Regions from separate parts of the Mus musculus genome. Here region 1 is linked to region 2. The links are chromatin contacts, called in public Hi-C maps. All regions are on one chromosome and are shown on one strand. The core of a region is the stretch at or near the end of the contact, and the rest is flanking DNA. Distances in the headings are between cores, read along the strand shown. Region 1 overlaps Sorcs2 (sortilin-related VPS10 domain containing receptor 2). Region 2 overlaps Sorcs2 (sortilin-related VPS10 domain containing receptor 2).

The links. Hi-C and Micro-C count contacts between places; a contact is called where the count stands out from the background.
Region 1: a contact with region 2 is called in a Hi-C map of embryonic fibroblasts, with 12 read pairs. The contact joins two enhancer-like sites. A contact is called at or near these places in 1 of 15 datasets of contacts at CTCF or cohesin (large pre-B cells), 2 of 484 Hi-C or Micro-C datasets (embryonic fibroblasts and uterus) and 2 of 115 datasets of contacts at active chromatin or transcription factors (embryonic stem cells and large pre-B cells).

What each region holds. Positions count from the first base shown.
Region 1 is chr5:36,036,189-36,043,247 of GRCm38.p6, forward strand. Sorcs2 (sortilin-related VPS10 domain containing receptor 2) reads right to left here. Exons shown (of 27, transcript NM_030889.2): 14 at 5,904-6,011; 15 at 3,123-3,243; 16 at 1,933-2,066; 17 at 1,218-1,346. Among named protein-coding and RNA genes, the nearest start is that of Gm52811, 45 kb to the right of the region's middle. Within about 2 kb of position 4,948, at least 59 of the 459 cell types and tissues checked have an H3K27ac peak or open chromatin away from gene starts, as enhancers often do. A contact at or near this core is called in embryonic fibroblasts, where this site is marked.
Region 2 is chr5:36,183,451-36,189,956 of GRCm38.p6, forward strand. The region is part of intron 2 of Sorcs2 (sortilin-related VPS10 domain containing receptor 2); the gene reads right to left. It overlaps Gm31945 (a long non-coding RNA gene), which reads left to right. Exons shown (of 5, transcript XR_003955889.1): 2 at 2,512-2,792; 3 at 3,399-3,478; 4 at 5,383-5,524; 5 at 5,948-6,117. Among named protein-coding and RNA genes, the nearest start is that of Gm31945, 7.3 kb to the left of the region's middle. Within about 2 kb of position 4,616, at least 44 of the 459 cell types and tissues checked have an H3K27ac peak or open chromatin away from gene starts, as enhancers often do. A contact at or near this core is called in embryonic fibroblasts, where this site is marked.

The sequences.
Region 1 (7,059 bases), core at 3,698-6,197, 150 kb before region 2:
AGAGTGGCTGAAATGGACTGGGCCTTGGTTTCCTGAGTGGCTATAAGCAAGTGTTTCTCTTCTTGGGATGGCTGTATCCATCCACTACCCATATATCTACCCACTCAGCCAGTGGTGGCATAATGGCCTCTTTGGGAGGGCTTGGTAAGCATGATTTTTATCTGAAGTGTCAGCCAAGACCTGTATCAAGAGTAGACGGGTATAGAAAGATGGGTATTTGTGGTGGCAGAAGAATGGGTATATAGATTGGTGGAAGAATGAATGGGTGGGTGGATAAATGGGTAAATTGATGGAATAAATGGATAGATGAATAGGGGATGGATGATGTGAATGATAGGTAGATGGTATAGGGATGGATGGGTGGGTGGATGTGTGTGTGGCTAGATGGATGGGTGGGTGGATGTGTGTGTGTGTGTGGCTAGATGGATGGGTGGGTGGGTAGATGGATGGATGGGTGGGTGTGTGGCTAGATGGATGGATGGGGGATGGGTGGGTGGTAGGTGGATAGATAGATGGGTGGATGGGTGGATAGGTGGATGGATGGATGGATGAGTGGGTGGGTGGGTGGGTAGATAGATGGGTGGGTGGATAGGTGGATGGATAGGTGGATGGATGGGTGGGTGGATGGATAAAGATAGTTGGGTAGATGGATGGATGGGTGAATGGTTGGGTGGGTAGGTGAATGGATAGATGGATAGATGGATGGGTGGGTGGAGGGATAGATGGATGGAGGAGGACAGTTGGGTGGATGGATAATAGATGTTAGGCTATATACTGCCAAGGCTAAAGCATTTAGTTCCTGTTCCTGCCTCTGTTTCTTCTAGTTCTCCATGGTAAGTAATAAGGAACCTCCCACAAAGGGTGAGGAAATGGCCCATCACATGGAGCCTGTGGGCCCTGATGAAGCTGCAGGATCACAGATGTTATGTATTTGGTATTTCTACATAATGTTGATTCTGTACAAGCAGTTTGTTCAGCTTCACCCACTTGGTGGGGTGAAGGGCCTCCCTGCCACTCCCCCTCCTGCAGAACTTTTAGCCAGCGCAGCACAGACTGTAGGACTCGTTGTATGTCATGGGCTTAGGCCCAGAAGGTGAGTATGCCAGTGGCTGAGATTTCAGCTAAAATGGAGGAAAACCTGGTGTGGGGGAAAGAGGGGGTGGGTAGATGGGTGAGTGGATGGGTGGCTGACCGGCTGGGTGGCTAAGTGTACTCACCCAAGGCTACTAGTGTAAGTCTGACCCAAGACACAGTCTTCAGGAGGAGACAAAGGGTTGAACCAGAAGTTGGCAGAGCACTTGTTGGCAGTGGACTCCGAGGAAGATGAGCGCTCAAACCCGTAGTCACTGGGAAGGGAAAGCTGGGTTAAAAGGTAAGAGTAGAGGGAGCAGCTAGGGTGGAGAACCTTACAGCACAGGTCTAGAGGTGTCCATTTGTGGGGACATGGGTGAATCCACAAGTTTAATCCAGAGAACAGATTGAACAGACTAGCTCCATTCCAGTCCAAGGAGGCTGAAAATGAAGTAGAGCCTGGAAGGCTTCCTGGGGGAGGTGAGTGACACTCAAAGGATGCCAGGGAGAGAGGGGGAAGCAAGGAGTGGCTGTTGGCTGTGCAACCAGGGTCAGCTGCCCTGGAAAGGACACAGGAGACCTGAATGTGGGGTGCTGGGTAGAGAGTGTGAGGCAGGATGGGAGTGGAGGCTTTGCAAACGACATTGTCACAGGGTAGTATGCCTTTGAGTAGAATGAATCCTAGAGGGAGCAGAGGGCTAGGTGAGTGTATCTTGCTCCCATGATGCCCCAGGGTAGAGGCGGCAGTGTGTGTCTGGAGATCTTCCTTGAAGGACACTGCGACCTCTGCCCTGGTTCTGGGGACAAGGTCGTCATGAAATAGAGGTGCTGGAGGAGCCAGGAGGGAGGGACAGTGCTCACCAGAGGAAGTCGGAGTCCCGGCACTTGCACACACGTGACGTGAGTGCTGATGTGAAGCTCCGTCCCTTGACACACCAGGATGTGGACTTTCTCTTCCGGTAACTTCTCTGTTGGCCCATGATGCAGTGATCACCCTGTAGCAAGAACACTAGGATGAGGAACGGACAGAGGACGGTGACAGCTGTCACTGGCTTGTCCTGTGGCTCCTGCCCTGGTGGCAGCTGGGGTGGGGGCATTTGCCTCCTTTGACAAACAGGGAAACTGGGGTTCAAAAGAACTTGACATATCAGTCAACTGGCTCAGCTTCCCTCATCTCAAGCCTTATGGCTGGCCCTTGATGGTCACAGAACAGCTGGACCAGGGTTGTGAATAACTGGAGATGAGCTGTGTCTAGAGGGCTCCTGTGGACACACAGGAGATTCTTAGACTATGCTTGGAACAACACTGCCCTGATTCCAATAACAGGGCCCCTGGTAGTGATGGGACAGAGTTGTCAGGGACTCTGGAATCTTTTCAAGGCTCATTTGAGCACTTTCTTGTAAACCAGTTTCTGCAGAGAGCTGTTGAGTCACTAGCCAGAGTATCCTCCATGTGCGAACTCTCGATGCTCGATTCCAGCTCCTGGTTGACTTCAGCTACTGCCCTAGCTAGTGGCTCAGGCAGAGTCTCTGACTCCAGGTGTCTCCTCTTAGGAATTTTCCATCTTTCTTGGCTACAAATCTCCACTTGCTATTCTGGCTCCCTGGTCTTTAATAAACTCCTCCAGGCTGACCACAGAACCTTCAGCAGGTGACACTAAATCACACCCACTCACAGTCCCCAGGTACCCACTGAAGTGTCAGCTTCTCTTGTTCCACCCTCCAGGAGCTGACATGGGGCCTTCATGTTCAACCCAAGGTGCGAAGGTTAGACATTGATGATGCATTATAACATAGGACAGCCTCAGACCCTGATGTCATATAGTCTTTGCCCATCTCCCCATAAGCAAAAAAGTTCCAAATTATATCATGGAGACCTCCGGGCTGAGGGTGAGGCTCAAGCCCTGCAGGTGCTAGGGTCATTAAGAACTGCAGATCAGAGCAGCTACAGGTACGAGGATGGCCCACAACATCCTTGAGTGGGAAGAGGTTGGCACCTGTGAGGTTCCCTGGAAGAGGAAAGGGCCCTGTGGCTGCAGGCGCATGGCCCACCTGGAGGTCAGTGAGGTCCCAGGAGCTGTAGTCATCCTCGCCACACTGCCGGGGGAAGGAGGGCCGGAAGTCAACCTTGACCAGCTCCCAGTCAGAGCGGAAGCTGATGTGACCAAAGACCCTGAGGGGAGAAAGAAAGACACTTCAGATGGACCCTTCCCTGATGACCAGACACTCAGGTTCCCTGTACCACCACCTGTAATAGCTCTCCTGGTCAGTAGGATTCGAGGATGTGACATGTCATCCACTGGCCTTGGCCTGATGTTATCGTCCTCAGAGTGATTGCTGTTTGTGGCATGCTGATTGTACTAGAGCAGGTTATCCATCCAACCCATGCAATCCCCTTTCTGCCAGGGTAGGCTCCCTGCCTTCTTGGCTGCCACAGACCTTTCCATAGCCTACACACCAGACACTTGCTTTGGGTGAGCAGGAGCCAAGTCTCGTATTATCTGATGTCTCCTTGCCTTTCTGCCAGCCTGCCTCTGCCTACCATGGGATTGGTTCCAGGCAGGGCTGGCACTCCAGAGAGATAAGTCACTGTAAGGCTTGGACAGTGAATGAAAGGGTCCCATGACAGACAGCGCAATGCATCCCACTGAGCAGAGAAAGGGACAGAGGGCGGCCAGCCGCACAGGAAGCACCATGATGCATGGAGGCTAGGCGTGCTCAGCTTGGTCTGAGACCAGCGTTGCACACTGGCTTTGGCTCCTCCCATCCAACTGTCCTGCAGACCATGGGTGGCCTTGTCTCGGAAAACCTGCTGTTCAGATGGGTGTTCCTCTTGTCAGAGCTCATTGTCACCTTGACAGGCAGCTAGAGAGAGGGGTTCCCACATTTCTGTCCATCTCCTTAGGGCTCACCGTATCCTGTGAGGAATGTATGCTGATCGCCCCAGATTTCAGAGGGGAACAAGACTAAGGAAGGGCCCCACCCAGGGTGATACATGGGTTGGCAGCTCACAATTGTGAGGCTTGGCCTTCACCATGGCCAATTAGCCTGAGTGTGATAGCCGAGCATCTCCTGTATGGGAATGTCCCATACTCTACATTCTGAGCTCAAGCAGAGAAGCAAGTTGGTCCAGCTAATCCCATCTCTGTATGCCAGTTCCTGTCTGTAAAGAAACCTTAGTTCCTACTGTGGGCATCTCTTATCTAGTTGAACGGTTCTAGCAGGATAGGCCAAAGGGCCACTGACTACTTGGCAGAGAGCAGGAAATGTGGGCCATGCTGTAGAATGTATTACTGGCTCCGCCCTAGGGATGGCCTGTAGCCCTGCTAGGCTGAAAGCCCTCATAGTACAGCCCAAGGCTGGGACCCTCTGTCCTGTGCTGTGCTGTGGGCAGTGCTGGGAACAATGTCCTGACAAGGTAACTGGGCAGCTTAGATGTGACCTCTGGGTGGATGAAGATAAAGGTTCCATAAGGGTGGGGCTCTGTCCTAAGCTCAGACAGAAAAGTTTTTCATTCTGCCAGCCTGTGTCACGTGAATGATCTCCATGCCCACTGAAATTGGAAGCTGTTTGAAGATGCAGCCTTGTGAAAGGCTTCGTAGGAACCTTGTGGCGCTGTTTAAAAACTTAAAACATGAACGCGCCTGCCTGTGAACTTTGCAGCTTTCTCCAGATGAATGCCGGCTGCAGGGATGAAAGCTGCATTTGGGACCAGACCCGGATCTGAGGACCTTGGCTGCACAAAGCACGAATGTCCCAAAGCAGCCACAAAATGCAGACTACAAGATGAAGTGAGGTGGAGGAGGGGAGGGGATGTGCTCAGGGCAGAGATGGCCCTGTGGTGGGGCCGGGCTGGGGAAAGCGGAGGCTGGGAACCCTGCCAGCTTGCTGGAGCTCTGAGAGCCCTGTGAGGGCTGTCGCCTTTGTTGCTAGCCCTTGCTTTGCAGGTTTAGTCCAGCAAACTGTTCAGCCTCCTTGTAAAGAGGCCAAGGAACCAGGTTGAGTCTGCCCCAGCCCAGACTTCCTCACCTGCTTTTCTTGACAAATACCAAGCACCATAGCCCTGACCTCCCCTGCTGTCCCACACCACAGCCTTCACACAGACAGTTCACACAGACTGGGGAAGCATGAGCCCCCACCCCTATCCCCTGCAGGGTCATTGAAGGCCACAGCATCATGGAGCACCTGACCAAGAACAACCTGCTTGCCTCCCAAGCTGCTAAATAGAGGGTGACTGGGACTATCTCAGCCTTCCATGCCTGGTGCTCAGCTCTTCTGGGATACACATACTACTTGTGTCCTGTAGTAGGACTTGCCCTGGCTTTCTGCTAGCCACCCAGAAAGGAGGATGAGAGGTCATCACCACAGTGGGCTTTCTCACTGCAGCCTGACTGTGGAAGGAACTACATCTGCTTCTGGGGGGGGGGTCATGGACATTCTGTATGGATTCCAGGGGGCTGTGGTCACTCCATGGAGGTACTGGGATGCTCTGTGGGGTTCTGTAGGGGTCACGGATGCTCCATGGGGCTCTCTGGACACTTCATGGGACTCTATGAATGCTCCCTGGGGCCCTGAGTGGGGAGAGGCATGCAGGCTACATCACCTCCCCAGCTTTTTTCCTGGCTGTCACTGGCCAGTGCAGGCAGCAGATGTGCCTGCTAGCCAGGGTGAGAGGAGGAGCCACTGGCCTAGTAGCAGGAAGCAGAGGCCCAGTATGAGGTCACCTCCTGGGAGTGGCTCTGACCCCACCCCCCCACCCAGTGCTGTGGGCAGTGCTGTGGTCTTCCTCACATCAGATGTGCCTGTTTCACCCACGTCCCCTTCCACACTCACGTCATGACCAGCGTCTCATCCCCTGGCTCGCTCAGCAACCCATCCACGAACACTGAGGTGCTGGTGAAGTTGTGTGTGCTCCACGTGTGGCCCTCATCCACGCTGAACCTGTTAAAGGCCACCAGTGTCCACAGAGCGGCATGGTCTTACTCCTTTCTAAGATGTTCTACCTCCCATGCCTGACTCCTATCCACCAGAGACCAGTTCTGGGACAGCTCAACACCTAGGCCACAGCTAGACCACATCCCCCCTCTCTCCGGTAAGACCACCTGCCAGCCACATGGCATCCTTGACTAATCAGCAATGAGAAGGACTGGTACCACATAGGCACTGTGCCCCATGAATAGCAGGGACAGCCGAGCCTTAGAAACATCCAGGAATAGCATGCAAGGCTTGATCACAGCTCAGGGTTCCTCTGTCAGTGACATGTTAATATTACAGAGATATTACCTCCCAGGACACACAGCTATCTTTTCTTTTCTTTTCTTTTCTTTTCTTTTCTTTTCTTTTCTTTTCTTTTCTTTTCTTTTCTCTTCTCTTCTCTTCTCTTCTCTTCTCTTCTCTTCTCTTCTCTTTCTTTCTCTCTCTCTCTCTCTCTCTCTCTCTCTCTCTCTTTCTTTCTTTCTTTCTTTCTTTCTTTCTTTCTTTCTTTCCTTCCCTTCCTTCCTTCCTTTCTTTCTTTCTTTCTTTCTTTCTTTCTTTCTTTCTTTCCTTCCTTCCTTCCTTCCTTTCTTTCTTCCTCTCTCTCTCTCTCTCTCTCTCTCTCTCTCTCTCTCTCTCTCTCTCTCTCTCTTTCTCTCTCTCTTTTCAGACTAAAGTGATACTGGCTGCCTGGATGTTTCCTAGCTCTGCCTCCTAAATATCCATGTTACCCTGTCCTCAATTTGTCAATGGGTCTTTCAGCTATCTGAAGCTTCAGTTGAACCACCTCTTACCTGGGCACCCACTGGCTTCCTTATCTGCACTCCCGGCTCTATTCCTCTGTTAACAGTTTTTTACTGATACGTAAGAGTGTCTCTCTGGACTCCTGAGCCCCCAGCACCCTTCCAAGTTACCATAACTAGGCTATGTATTTTTTTTCATCCTGAGTGCAACATGGTCCATCTCTGGGGCACCTCAGAGGGTTGGGAGGCATGAGTCACCCCAGTGTTAGGCT
Region 2 (6,506 bases), core at 3,366-5,865:
TATTTGAAGAGGCATGGCTTTGTTGGAGTAGGTGTAGCCTTATGGAGGAGTTACGTCACTGAAGGTGGGCTTTGAGGATTCAAGAGTCCATGCCAGGTCCAGTCTCGTGTTCTATCTCTGTCTATCTGTCTCTGTCTCTCTTTCTATGTCTGTCTGTCTCTGTCTGTCTGTCTGTCTGTCTACCTCTCTGTCTATCTCTGACTCTCTGTCTCTGTCTCTCTTTCTATGTCTGTCTGTCTACCTCTCTATCTCTGTCTGTCTCTGTCTCTCTATATATATCTGTCTATCTCTCTTTCTATGTCTGTCTCTCTCTTTTTCTATGTCTGTCTACCTCTCTATCTATCTCTGTCTATCTCTCTTTCTATGTCTGTCTCTCTGTCCCTGTCTACCTCTCTATCTCTGTCTCTCTCTGTCTCTTTCTATGTCTGTCTGTCTGTCTGTCTGTGTCTCTCTGTCTGTCTCTGTCTGACTCTCTCTCTCTCTCTCTCTTTCTCTCAGTACAATGCCTGCATGCATGCCAACACACTCCCTGCCATGATGATAATGCACTAAACTTCTGAAACTGTAGGCAAGCTCCCAGTTAAATGCCTTCTCCTCTGAGGGCTGCCTTCATGATGATGTCTCTCCACAGCAACAGAACAGTGACTAAGACACCTAGGAATCCCACTGGGCCTATTTCCTCATTCGGATTAAGAGGAGGAGTCATTTCTCCCCTGGTCACCTGTCTATGGGGATGGAACCTACTGACTGTGACCTCACTACATCATGGTGACCTATGACTTTCACTCCCTTTTTTTTCCAATAACTGAATATCAGGATCAACCAATAACAGCTGCCCCTCTTTTGTGACAGGCTCCCAAGAGACCACTGGCTGTGTCTGCGATCTTCCCATAGACGTTGGGTAGGGGAAAGGGTGCATTGCCAGGCAGCCCTGTGGTGAGAAAGAACCGAGTGCTTTGGGAGAATCACAAGCCCCTGCTGAGACTATGATCACCTGGGGTACTTTGCAGACAGACGGGGACCTCATTGCAACCCGACAACATTGTCAGCATTACTGGATGGGCCCAAGCCTCACTCACATCAGAGCTCTTAGGGGGACAGTGTGAGCTAGCACTGGGAAGACTCTTGCTTGACTCACCAGCCTTGGGGCTAGAAGAGTGTGATGGGACACAGGTGCTTTGAGAGCGGGGCAGGTCTGAATTCTGAATGGGACTTGTTTGGTGGGTGTCATGCATGGCTTGCCATTCTCATCAACTCTCAGCTCAGAATCAGGATATTCCCTGATGACTCTCACAGCAGGCAGCACTCAGAACCATGGCTGTGAGATTCACTCCTGAGCTTTGGGCCTGTCATTCAGACCCTGGGTCTGACTTGCATCATCAAGATAACCATCCTGTTATCTTCATCACTAACACCGCAATCATCACTTCCATCACCAGCATCCCCTTCACCACCACCACCACCACCACCACCACCACCACCACCACCACCACCACCACCACCACTACCACCACCACCACATCATCATCGTCATCATCTCATCACCACTGTTACTGTTACCATCATTGCTCCATGGAACACCCACTGTCAGACTCCAGCCTTCTCATTTATAGGCAGCACTCAAATATACCTTCACAACAACTCTTCAAGGCAGTGTTGGTTATTTCTCATCTCATGAATGAGTACATGGCAGTTCAGAGAAGTTGACTGACTTGTCCCAGGTCACACAGCAATTCAGTAGAAGAACAAGGATCCCAACAGTGATAGGTCTGGTATCCTAGGTGGGGCTTTGACCTAGAAAGGGGAGGTGCAATGTCCTGGCTCAAGCCCTAGCTCTCAGGGAACAGAGTGAGCTTTCTGCAATCCAGTCACCATACAACACTGATTTGAGACGCTGTCCATGGGCGGGAGGCTGTGCTCGGGAGGACTGAGGACCTGAGCATATGATGGACACAGACGTGAGGCGGGCCATCTGGGGAGCACAGCTGTGTGCTCACACTGGGGTGGACCTGCAGGCCTTGGGGCTCAGACTTGGATCCTGGAGTCACGGGGCTAGAACAGCTCTGGGAAGCTGAAGCTTGAAGATAGCCTTGTTCCATCTGCAGTGCAGGAAACATCTCTGGCCCCACAGAGTAGAAACCTGCATGGGAAGACAGGCTCCCAGTGCCATGGCAGCAAGGGACTTAAGAGAATGTGGGATGGGGTGGAGGACTACGATTGGGATGTAAAGTGAATAAATAAATTAAGAAGAAGGAGGAGGAGGACAGGAGGAAGAGGAGGAGAAGAGGAAGAAGAGGAGGAGGAAGGGGAGGGGAAAAAGGAGGGGGAGGAGAGGAAGAAGGAGGAGGAGGAAGAGGAGGAAGGAGAGGAGGAAGAGGAGAGGTGGGGTGAAGCTTTTACTTGGTCAGTGGAGATCACAAGCTGGTGCTCTGTCCCCAAAGGATAGTGCTGAGCTTGGGTCATAAGGACGCTGTCCCAGGCATCCATGACATTTACATCATTTCCATTCAGGTGGACATCCCTAGCGGACTCTCCAAAGAGGGTTCTGAAAGTTGGACAGCATTGACCGTTCTGCTCTTTGAAGCTCTCATCTGAGGGTGGGAGGAGCCCCAGTGGCCTTCCTGGGACATGGCCTGAGGGTGCATCTGGGGACTTACCAGCTCCAGCAGCTGAGCGCTTCACTTCTTTATGACCTGCATCCACCAGGTCTGCAAAGAGCGCACCAATGTCACTTCAAGTACATAGCTGCTGTAAGGAGCAAGTTATATTCCCCTCTGTGAGGGGGATTGCAGGTGAGCATCCCCCCCTTCAGTGTTTCCTGTATATTCTATAGTGAGTCTGTGTGTTTATAAAAGAACAAAATACCGTCTCGAGAAGTGCCTGCTGGTCTCAAGCACAGGGCCCCTGGGATGGCAGCAGCATTAAAATCAGCGGAAATGAGAAAACTCTAGCTCCAAGCTCCCTAAAGATACTGCCATCCCATCCTCACGATGGCAGAGGGAAGTCTGTGTGTCGATGCCTGGGGAGATGTCATGCCTTTCCCTGCATCCTGGGGGAGCCACCAACTTTACACTGTGAAGAGAGGAGAGATTGATATAGTTCTCCTGCATTAAGAGAGAAGCTTTGGGGGAGCAGAGACTGAGCCGGGAAGGTAAACACTGGTGTCCTGGTAGTGGGAGGGTTCTGCTCCAAGTGGGAGAACAGCCAGAGTCTGCCTCCAGCCTTGCTCCAAAACACAGACACCAAACCTGTGCACCAGACCGCAGAGAGCATAGTGTGTGTGTGTGTGTGTGTGTGTGTGTGTGTGTGTGTGTGTGTCACACAGTGAGAAGCTAATGAGGGTCACTTCCCTGGTACTGAGTCCAGGCCTGTGTGCCCTTTTCACTCTGTTTCTGTAGAGGGTAAGCAGCAGCATGGTGAGGACCTTGACCTGGGACACTAGTACATCAGGTGCCTGACCCTCAGTCAGAAGTTGCAGGTGAGGCTGGGCTATACACAACCATAGCCGGGCTTCTGTCAGCCCCAACTCCTCCAGCCCCCATGTCTGCTTCCCTCTGCCAGGCTAGCCCACTGGCCAGTCTCTCTGTCTCTTTGTCTGTCTGTCTCTCAGCTTTTGCTTACCCTTTAGCCTCTCACCAACCCCAGAGAACATGGTCTGAGTACAGTTTCAGGCACTCCTATGGAGAGGATACTCCCACAAATCCTCACTCCACATTCAGTAGCTCAACCCATCACACTGATAGATAGATGACCAATCTGCCCATATGACCCTCCGCAGCCTCAAATCCCCCAATGGCTCCCTTGCACTAAGACCCAGGCCACCTTGTTAGTGAGGCACTCAAGGCTTTCTGCCCAGCCACCGGCAACCAAAAGTGGGTGTGCCCTCCACTTTCCTAAAAAGCCCCAGTCCCTCAGAACACAAGGGTTTTGGTGTACCTTCTCTGACAGGAATAGCATCTCCACAGATCCACAAACATCCCACAATGACTGTCACAAAAAACTTCCCACCTATCCCAGCCCACAGAGCCTTCTCCAACTTCTCCAGCCATGACAACTCTTCCATGAAGATTGGTCATCTTACAGAATTCTGATGTCACTTGACAGTGAAGCCATTTGCATCCATTCTGCTGATCTAACCAGGAAAGTTCCAAACTGTACAAACTTAGCCAGTTCACTGTGGTCCAGCATAAACACTCCTGTGCACCATTGATGAGTGAGTTAATGCTGGTTTTAAAAACACTGAATAAAGACACTAGACACTCAGCCATGGACCAGTTTGGACTCTGTGAGGAGTCCAGGTATCATGGGGGGGGGGGGGGCGGGGTCCCTGCTGGAAGTTTCCTCCCACCTGTCTGCAGGCTTCAGGTACAGTGTGGGAGGCAGATTTCACAGCAGGCTGGTGAGCATGAGGCCCCCACTGAAAGATTAATCAGGTCATTTGTATGCGCACAGCAGCGACCCAGGACAGCGAATGAGAACAACAGCATCTCCCCAGATCTGTCAAACTTTCCTTCTTACCATTTCTAAATTCAATAAGCACAAGCCACTGGCCTCATCCCCCAAAGTTAAACAACAGATTGCTTTGCCAATCTCAAACATGTACAGTTCTAGCCAGGACAAGGTGCAAGCTCAGCCTGCTAACCCCTGAAACCTTTGGGTCCAAAGCTTCTCCTGCCCCACACCAGAGATCCCAACACACACACACAAACACACACACACACACACACACACACACACACACACAAACACACACAAACACACACACACACACCTCACACATACTGTGTGTTGGCATCTCTTCTGTCAATCTCTGCTCAAAACGTGATTTGAGCTCTAGAAGCCCTCTCATTGGCCCCTGTCCCCACAGTCAGCTGCAATGTACATCCTAGACTAAAAACCCAGTCCCTCACACAAGGCTATTTCCTCTGAATGACCAGGCTGTGCAGTTCATCCTAGTGACTCAGGGATCAGGGTTCTGGAGCCCATGTTCCTACAGTCTTTCATTCAGAAAGACACTCAGCCACTATGGCCAGACTGAGTCATGAGGCCAGTTTCCTTGGCCAGGTGCCTGGCCGCTGTCTCCCAGTCCTGGGTCATGTACTACCAGTGATTCAGTTTCCTTGTCCGTTTACTGGGTCACTGTCCCACTGCTATCCTGTAAGAGGCACAGACCATAGGCCAGCACTCTCAGCGCCACGGCACTCAAAATCCTCATCTTTAATGATCCTTGCCTTCTGTCCATTCTATGTAGGAAGAAGCTGAAGTCCTGGAATGTGGGTCACTTGCTTGGGACTCCTCTGAGTTGTCATGAGGATGCTGTGATGGGCGGTTTGACCCAGTGAGTGCCCACTCTAAGCAATCATTTCCCATTCCACTCAACAGCTGTTCCAGGCAGATTCGGGAATCAATAGCGGCCTTTATCCACCGAGTTCCCCTCAGTGCCAAATCTGATGCTGGGTACAGAGTCCCCAAGTCTCAAAAGAAGTGGGTCTGCCCCTGAAAGTCTCTGCGGGGGCAGGAGCAGGTATGTGAACTTCAGGGACTTATATGGCACACAGGAAGACAGGATGACAGAGGAAACAAAGATGGCCACACTCTGTCTGACTTCCTATATACCAGTGGCTGCTATCCCTCTGCAAGAACATAAGACAAAGCTGGCACTCCTTAGCGTCACGGTCATTGAAGCCAGACTTGAGATGACAATAGCCTTCTGCCCATTCTGCAGAGGAAGAAACTGAGGCCAAAGCATCATGGCCCAGTTCCTGGGTAGGGAGCTAAAATGAATGTAGGCTCCCCATTGACTGTTCTGTGGGCTCTTTGTGAATTGGCAGCCTGGCTAGATTTCAAATCCCCTAGAAAAGAGGCTTCTGGGGTGTCTATGAGGGTGTGTCCAGGGGTCTAACTGAGGAGAAAAGACTCACTCTGAATGTGGCTGGTACAATTCCAGGGGCTGACATCCTATACTGAGCAGAAAGGAGAAGACACACTGAACACTGGCATTCACCTCCTTCTCTGATGACTGCTGACACAAGGTGACCAACTGGCTCAGACTCTGGCCACCATGCCTTTGGACTGTCCCCTCAGACTACAGAGTCAAATAAAACCCTTTCTTTCTCACCTTGCTTCTTGTTAGTTGCTTCTTGCCTCTCTGATCACAGCAAAGAGAGAAGTCAGATCATGTCTTCCCATCTCACAGTTACTGGAGCTCAGAAGGTACAGAGCGCAGAACCAGATTCAAATGCTCTCCCCTGATGTCTCTCCCCAAGTTTGTGCTCTGCCCTTCCTTGAAAGCTCACTTCATTCCTCAGAGCCATGTACCAGGACAGATAAGGAGCCCATCAGAGGGAAGACACAGGGAAACTGAGGCAAGAAGAACAACAATCCCAGAGGTCTCTCTGTGGTCCTGGGGGTGAAGAGACTAGTCGGACTACATGGGCTGTGGACACAGGGCATGGGGCATGGGGCTTGAGGCTGAGGCTCCTGGGTGGGTCCTGACATGGACTCAG